Regions from separate parts of the Sus scrofa genome. Here region 1 is linked to region 2. A link is a contact called in public HiChIP or PLAC-seq data. All regions are on one chromosome and are shown on one strand. The core of a region is the stretch at or near the end of the contact, and the rest is flanking DNA. Distances in the headings are between cores, read along the strand shown. Region 1 overlaps LOC106506135 (a long non-coding RNA gene). Region 2 has its middle 19 kb from the start of PRLHR.

Region 1 (3,585 bases), core at 152-2,651, 200 kb after region 2:
TGAACTCCATTCAGCCAGATTCCCAGCACAGGTCCTTTATAAGCCTGGCACCTCCTCACAGTCAGGGCTGGCACCATCCTGAGCTCAGCCCGTGCCCCTCTGATGCCTTCATCAATCTCTGTTGCTTGACCACCTTGGCCTTGTGCGTTCCTCCCTCGGCAAACCTAACACTAAACTATGGTTTTTATTTGGGGGTGTGAGGAAGCTGTCTCTGCTCAACGTTGAATATTGTTTCTTTGTTTGTTTTTCTTTTTAAGGCCACACCCACAGCATATGAAGGTTCCCAGGCTAAGGGTCTAATCAGAGTTACAGCTGCCAGCCTACCCCACAGTCACAGCAACCCAGGATCCGAGCCGTGTCTGCGACCTACACCACAGCTCATGGCAATGCCGGATCCTTAACCCACTGAGCAAGGCCGGGGATAAAATCTGCACTCTCTTGGATACTAGTTGGATTCATTACCACTGAGCCATGATGGGAACTCCCTCATTGAATATTCTTTTTTTTATTTTAATTATTTATTTATTTATTTATTTTGCTTTTTAGGGCCACACATGAGGCATATGGAAGTTCCCAGGCTAGGGGTCCAATCAGAGCTGCAGCTGCTGACCTACACCATAGCCACAGCAATGCCAGATCCAAGCTGAGTCTGCGACCTACATATACCACAGCTCACGGCAATGCCAGATCCCCAACCCACTGAGCAAGCCCAGGGATCGAATCCGCAACCTCCTAGTTACTAGTCGGATTCATTAGCATGATGGGAACTCTTCATTGACTATTTTGAAACTTAATTCTCTGTTGGATATGAAGAAAACAATTTTCTCTGGTCTGTGGTTGTGCTTCACTCTACTCAAGGGCCTCTGTCAATCTGAAGGTTTTCTCGCTGTATATCGTCAAGGATGTCAGGCTTTTCCTTGGGAGCCTCTGGGTTTTGTGACTCGGTGAGGAAAGCTGACACTCCCGAGAATGACAAAAATATTCTCTTATATTTTCTGCAAAGATTCTATTCTAGTTGTTTGTTTGTTTAGCTCTTTGCTCCATCTGGGATTTATTTTCGCCCGGCTCGGTTCCTAGTGCCACGTGCACAAAATTTTAGCCCCTGCTGCTTGTTCAGGGAGGGAGGGGCTCCCTGGAAAGGGCCGGGGGGGCGGGGGGAGACATGCAGAAGCTGGGCTGGAAAAGAGCCACGCTCGACAGGAAGGGCAGAGCCATGGAGAGGGTGGGGGCAGGGAGCTCCAGCCTTGAACCCATTGGGCAGCCACCAGCGGGGGACTCCTGGCCAGTCTTTCTAATCCCTCAGAACCTGAGTTTCCCCTCGACACAATAAGGAGCTTCAGGCCTCGCGGCATGATTGTGGGGGCTGACTCGCCTCTCCGTGGCTCTGCTTCCTCCTTTCTAAAGGGAGGAAGAATGTCCGTCCTCCCAGAGTTGTGATGAGGAAACTAGCTAACACTCAGTGGCTTTACCACAGGGGGTGACGACGCTCAGTGAGTTGACGAGGCTCAGCTGAGCGGTTCTCACTTGGCTGTTCCTGTCCTTATAGTCCAATGTGGCGACAGCTGCAGCCACCTGCAGCTAGGCTGAGCCAGGTGTCTGAAACGGCTCACTCACTTGGCTGACCTTGGATGAGACCGCTGGTGGGGTGGGGGCTACCTCCCTGGTGGGGTCAGGGAGGGCTTCTCTGAGGAGGTGACATTTCAGCGGCAGCCTGAATGGTGAGGAGACAGCCACGCACATGCCCTGGGAAAGCCAGGGGAAGCCTAGGGAAGAATCCTGCCGAGGGAAGAGCAATTATGAAGGCGATGATTCCGGAGGGACCTCTGCTGGAGGAGCTCAGTGCCAGTGGCAGGTGACCCAACCGGCCAGTGGAGGAGGCAGCTGGTGTTCTCTGCCTTGGGCATGAGTTATGCAGGAAAAAAAGAACACGCGATGCAGGGGTGGGAAGCCTGTCTGGCATGAGGCTTGGGAAAGTGAAATTGGAGCCAAGGCCCTCCTTCATGCAGAAAACTGCCTCACCTGTTTAGTCCAGGCCCTCTCACTGAACCAGGATACTCCCACTTTCTTTAAGTTTTATTATTGCCACCAGCGACACGTCAGTGACAACTCAGCCCCGCAGAAATAGCACAACCGGAGACAGACACCAGACAACAAGGCACCTTTGATGAAGCGAGCCCAGCAGGCGCCCCAAACACCCCTCACTCTGTTCCCTTCTCTTCGACATGAACAGCTGCACTAATGTGAGTTTACCCATCAGATAAAAATAATTTGCTAAATATCACAGTGGAGTCATTTCTCAGTGGCTTCAGTTACTGTCATAAGACGCAGGGCTGCCTTAACAAAAGTAGTTCTTTGAAGCAAAACTCCAGATAAATGAAGCCTGTATTCACAGTTCAATTAGGTGTAGCCTGGATTATTTAGTTATTTGAGTCCGCCAAATTCAAATGCTCATCTCTTCTGGAAACACCCTCACAGACACACCTACAAGTGTTTGGCCAAATATCTGGATATCCCACGACCCAGTCTAGTGGACCAAAAACGGAACCATCACACCTGGCCAGTACATGAACTTGTTTTACTGAAACCCCCTTGTTTTACTGTCACCCCAATCTCGATGAAGAATTTGAGGCTCAAAGCTTCTAAGTGTGCCAATAGCCAGGCAGCTCATACATGGTGCCTGCCGGTTCCGAAGCCAGGGCTTTCTGACTTTGCAGCTGTGCCAGTTCCTTTTTTCCTGGCACCTGGCTGCAGTATGGTTCATAAGTGTTGTACAGGTGTGGATCCTGGTTAGAGGAGTCTGGAAACACTAATCCTAGAGACAGGTTACAGAGTGCCGCAGCACACAGAAGTTCCGGGGCTGGAGACTGAACCCACGCCACAGCAGCAACCTGAGCCCCTGCAGTGACAATGCCAGATCCTTCACCCACTGAGCCACACAGGAACTCCAGGGGACAATTTATGCGGATCACCAGGTAAGGGCCTCACAGAAAATAAACAAGCAATAAACAGGTCTGCCTTCTCCTCCCCTGTGGTTTTGGTCCACTAGGACCATCAGCTCTGTCCTGTCCTGCTGAGAAGGAGTAGGGAGGCTTTTTCCGAAATGTCCTCCAAGTGCAGAGACGAAGGCTCAGAAGGCAAGTTTGGAGAGACGCGTCCAGCTGTGGCTGAAGCAGAGGGCAGGGGAGTGTGGCAGGTAATGCTGCAGTGCCCCCCAGCCAGTCTGGGCCAGAGCCACAGGGAAGCACCAAGGCCAGCAGCTGCTCCGAATCACCATCATCTCCCTTCCTGCTCCCCTCCCCCAGAGGCTTTCCTGCCTTCTCCCAGAACTCAACCCACTGGCCTCCAGCCAGGCCAGCACCTGGCAGGTGGCTGAAGGCAGGGTGAGTCACAGCTTCCTGGAAAACCATGGTCTAGACAAACTCCCAGAGGGCAGAGGCCAAGTCCAACCAGCTTCCCTGGGAGCCCTGTCCAGTGTGAGCTGTGACAGGCACATGAACTGCCACTGGAAGAAAGGTGGGGACCTACTGGCTCACCATGGGTGTGGGCCCCAGTTTCTGGCTGTGCCTCCTCCCTGTTCTGCTCAGC
Region 2 (3,574 bases), core at 1,027-3,526:
ATGAATAAGTTCTCCCCAGAGAACTGCTGTACGGGGTGGTGATTATAGTTAAAAATCCTGCATTTTATACTTGAACGTTGCTAAGAGGGTAGGTCTTAAATACTCTCACTACAAAAGAGAAATGGTAGTTCTGTGACATGATGGTGATATTAGCTAAGCTACGGGGGTAATCAGTTTGCAATACATAAGTGTATCCAATCAATGCACTACACACCTTAAAGATATACACACCTTAAAGGTATACAATGTTCCATATTAATTATATCTCAATAAAGCTGGAGGGTGGAGATAATGCAGTGTTTAACGATTATGAGGAATGGGTGCCAGACCCTATTCATGTGTTGTTTCATTTAACGTCACAGTGCTTTTATTTTGTATTTATTTGTTTTGTCTTTTTGTCTTTTTGAGGGCTGCGCGCCTGCGGCATATGGAGGTTCCCAGGCTAGGGGTCCAATCGGAGCTGTAGCCGCTGGCCTACACCAGAGCCACAGCAATGCCAGATCCAAGCCACATCTGCAGCCTACACCATAGCTCACGGCAACGCCAGATCCTTAACCCACTGAGCAAGGCCAGGGATCGAACCTGCAACCTCATGGTTCCCAGTCGGATTCATTTCTGCTGCACCACGACGGGAACTCCAACATCACACTTTTATGCAGTGGGTGATCATCTCACCGACAGTGAGGAAACTGAATCTTAAAGAAGTTCCGACACTTGGCCAAGGTCACTCTCTGGGAAGAAGGAGGGCTGGCTTTGGATCTAGGCAACTGAGGTGAGGAGCCCCGCGAACCTGTTTCTCAGAGCTGGGACCCAGAGCCTAAGCTGGAAATAGGCCTGTCTAGCTACTGAGCCATCTGACCCACAAGCCCCCGGCCAGGACAGAGCTCGTTCCAAGCACGGGTGGGCCTGAGCCTATAAGAGTGGACCAGCGGGTTCTCCTGTGGGCTCAGAAGCCATCGGCACAACTGGTTGAGTTTTGGAGCAAGACCCATGTCCAAATCCTGGATCTGTCACTTGGCTGCGGGGCACTGAACCCCTCTGAGCATGTGTCCTTGTCTATAAAATGGGGCCAACAAAAATATCCACTTTATAAGATTATGGTAAGAATTCAAGAGGTCATACGGGTTAAAAACATAGTAAAATGCCCCACGCCCAGTGAGCTCTCATTATCAGCATTACTATATGTGAAGTGAGAAGAAACTGACACACAAAAAAAATCTGGGAGGCAAAAAAAAATCTGAGAGGCTCTGGAACTTTGAAAGTAGACATCAGTGGAACGGTGGCAATTCTACAAATCAGTGGTTCTTTGCTTGGGTAGCCTGTTAAAATCACTTAGGGGAGCTTTTTTTAAAAAAATCCCATGCCTGGGACGTTTCGTGGTGGCTCAATGGCTTATGTATCCAGTGTTGTCATTGCTGCGGCTTGGGTGGTTGCTGTAGCACAGGCTTGATCCTTGGCCCAGGAATGTCCACATGCCTTGGGTGCAGGGGGAAAAAAAAAAAAATCCCGTTCCTGAACCCCACCCCTAGGCCAATTACATCAGAATCCTCGGGAAGGGGCGCAAACATTGGTCTTTTTTTCAAAGCACCCCATGTAAATAATGTCCATCCAGGGTCTGGAGCCACTGCTGGGGTGCACGAGAGCTTGGTCTGGCAGAGTGATAAGGCCCCCGCCTTAGGAAAGGGTGGGCCCTCCCGCAGTCAAATCAAATCTCAGGGCCCCACTCTGAGAGTTGAAATTTACACAAGCTTTGGACAGGTCTGTTCTCCACCTTGGTGTAGCAATTAACAGTTCCTCCCAGCTTCAGTGACATGGTGACAGATGGATGAAATGAATACGGTAGGAGATTAAATAACGAGGAGATGTTATGCCAACAAAATTAACTTGTCCAGCCCCGTTTCTTAGCAACTGCACTATTATTTCAGGTTTCCTCCCAAAGCCTCTGGTTGTTCACACCACTCCCTTTCATTAAAATGCGAGGCACAGTTATTTATAACTTTAATGAAAAAGAGAAAAAGGCAAGGAAGGGGCAAAGGAAACTTGCACCACCCTTCAAATCGCATCAGGCCTGCCCCAGACAAATAGGATCAAACTGGCAACTTGTAGATTGGGGAGCTTATTTGATTTTCCTGCAGACGTAGCATCTCGCGCCCCTTCAAGCCTTCACAAAGCCACCCTGCCTTTTGTAAAAAACACATGCGTTTGCCAATCCAATCTGGGGCTCCCGGCAGACGGTCATTGTGTGGGAGTCAGGCCCTGGATGCCGGAGCACAGAACACAATGTCCTCAGAAGAAAAATCACTTTTATGCAGCAGGAACAGGCGCAGAGTGGGTAATTGGCTGGTTGTCAGAAGAAGGATGGGAGGCTGTCTTCTTTCCAAGCTGCCCCGTTCATTGCCAAAGACCCATCTTCTCCAAAGGAGTCTCTCCTGGGTGACCAGCAAGACCAGGCTTTGCTGAGCTTCCCCAATTGACTGATGCAGCATCCATGAGTCCGGGGAGCAGGACTCTCTGCCATCTGGTGCCAACCTCCACACCCTGGCATCCTGTCAGCCCCTAATTGGATCCAGCTGTGCTCTTGGCTGCCCTGACCTGATCGTCCTATTTATTGAACACTGTTGGGCTTCTGATCTCAAATGACTTTTTTTTTAAGTGTCTGCCAGAAATCTCTGCCTATCGGGTTTGCTGCTGTGGTTCTGTTTTATCCTTAAAAGCAGAGGTTGTTATCCAGGGTCAAGAATTCAGTGAGTCTGTGGGATCAGAAAATAATGGACCTTTATTTTTGACTCACGATAACTACAATTTGGAATTTCCTTCAGTTAGGAAAGGCAGAAACAACTAAGAGACATCAGGGACCCTGTCGTTGGGAGAAATCACACATCGTTTGACACTGTGGCAGATTCTCAAAATACCACTAACGCAAATCACGGCTTCAATATTACAGCGCCCATTAGACCTACCACCAGATATTTTTATTTAATATATTCATAAAGAAATTGACATATTAAAATATCCCATATGTGGGTTTTTTAATATTCTGATAACCATGCTTTAACATAATTGGTAAACCTATGTGTTTTATTTTGTGCACCTAAAAACATCTGATAAAACAGAAGCAAAAATAGAAAAATAGACTGAAAAAAAAAAAATGAGTAGAGACCTGCGGGGCTATAACAGAAGATCTAACACCGTCAGAGTCCTGGGAAGGCAAAGACAGAGGATGAGGCCAAAAAGCAGTAGAAGAAATACTGGCTAAAAACTTCCAAAATGAGAAAGCCCTAAACTTACAGAATCAAGTTGCTGAGAAAACACCAAACAGGACAAAGAAATCCGTGCCAAGACACATCATAAATAAACGTCTAAAAACTAGAAATAGCACAAATTTCAGAAAACAGGGGGAAAGTTCAAGATCATTGACTACAGGATCCCAGTGGACATTGATACATGGAGACCCAAAGCTTCACTGTGTCCCCTACTAGAATTGGGGTCATATGGGATCCAGGTAGTAAATGGCCAGATCTGACTCACAATAGGCCCACGGGGTCCGTGGATTCACCTGGTGTTCATTTCTGTG

Evidence for each region. HiChIP or PLAC-seq counts read pairs in DNA pulled down with a chosen protein or histone mark.
Region 1: a contact with region 2 is called in an H3K27ac HiChIP or PLAC-seq map of alveolar macrophages. The contact joins two enhancer-like sites. A contact is called at or near these places in 1 of 5 promoter capture datasets (liver), 26 of 47 Hi-C or Micro-C datasets (adipocytes, alveolar macrophages, blood and 14 more) and 1 of 2 datasets of contacts at active chromatin or transcription factors (alveolar macrophages).

The regions. Positions count from the first base shown.
Region 1 is chr14:128,802,135-128,805,719 of Sscrofa11.1, forward strand. All of the region lies in intron 5 of LOC106506135 (a long non-coding RNA gene), which reads right to left. Among named protein-coding and RNA genes, the nearest start is that of CACUL1, 55 kb to the left of the region's middle. Within about 2 kb of position 1,402, at least 9 of the 83 cell types and tissues checked have an H3K27ac peak or open chromatin away from gene starts, as enhancers often do.
Region 2 is chr14:128,598,650-128,602,223 of Sscrofa11.1, forward strand. No RefSeq gene overlaps it. Among named protein-coding and RNA genes, the nearest start is that of PRLHR, 19 kb to the right of the region's middle. Within about 2 kb of position 2,277, at least 4 of the 83 cell types and tissues checked have an H3K27ac peak or open chromatin away from gene starts, as enhancers often do.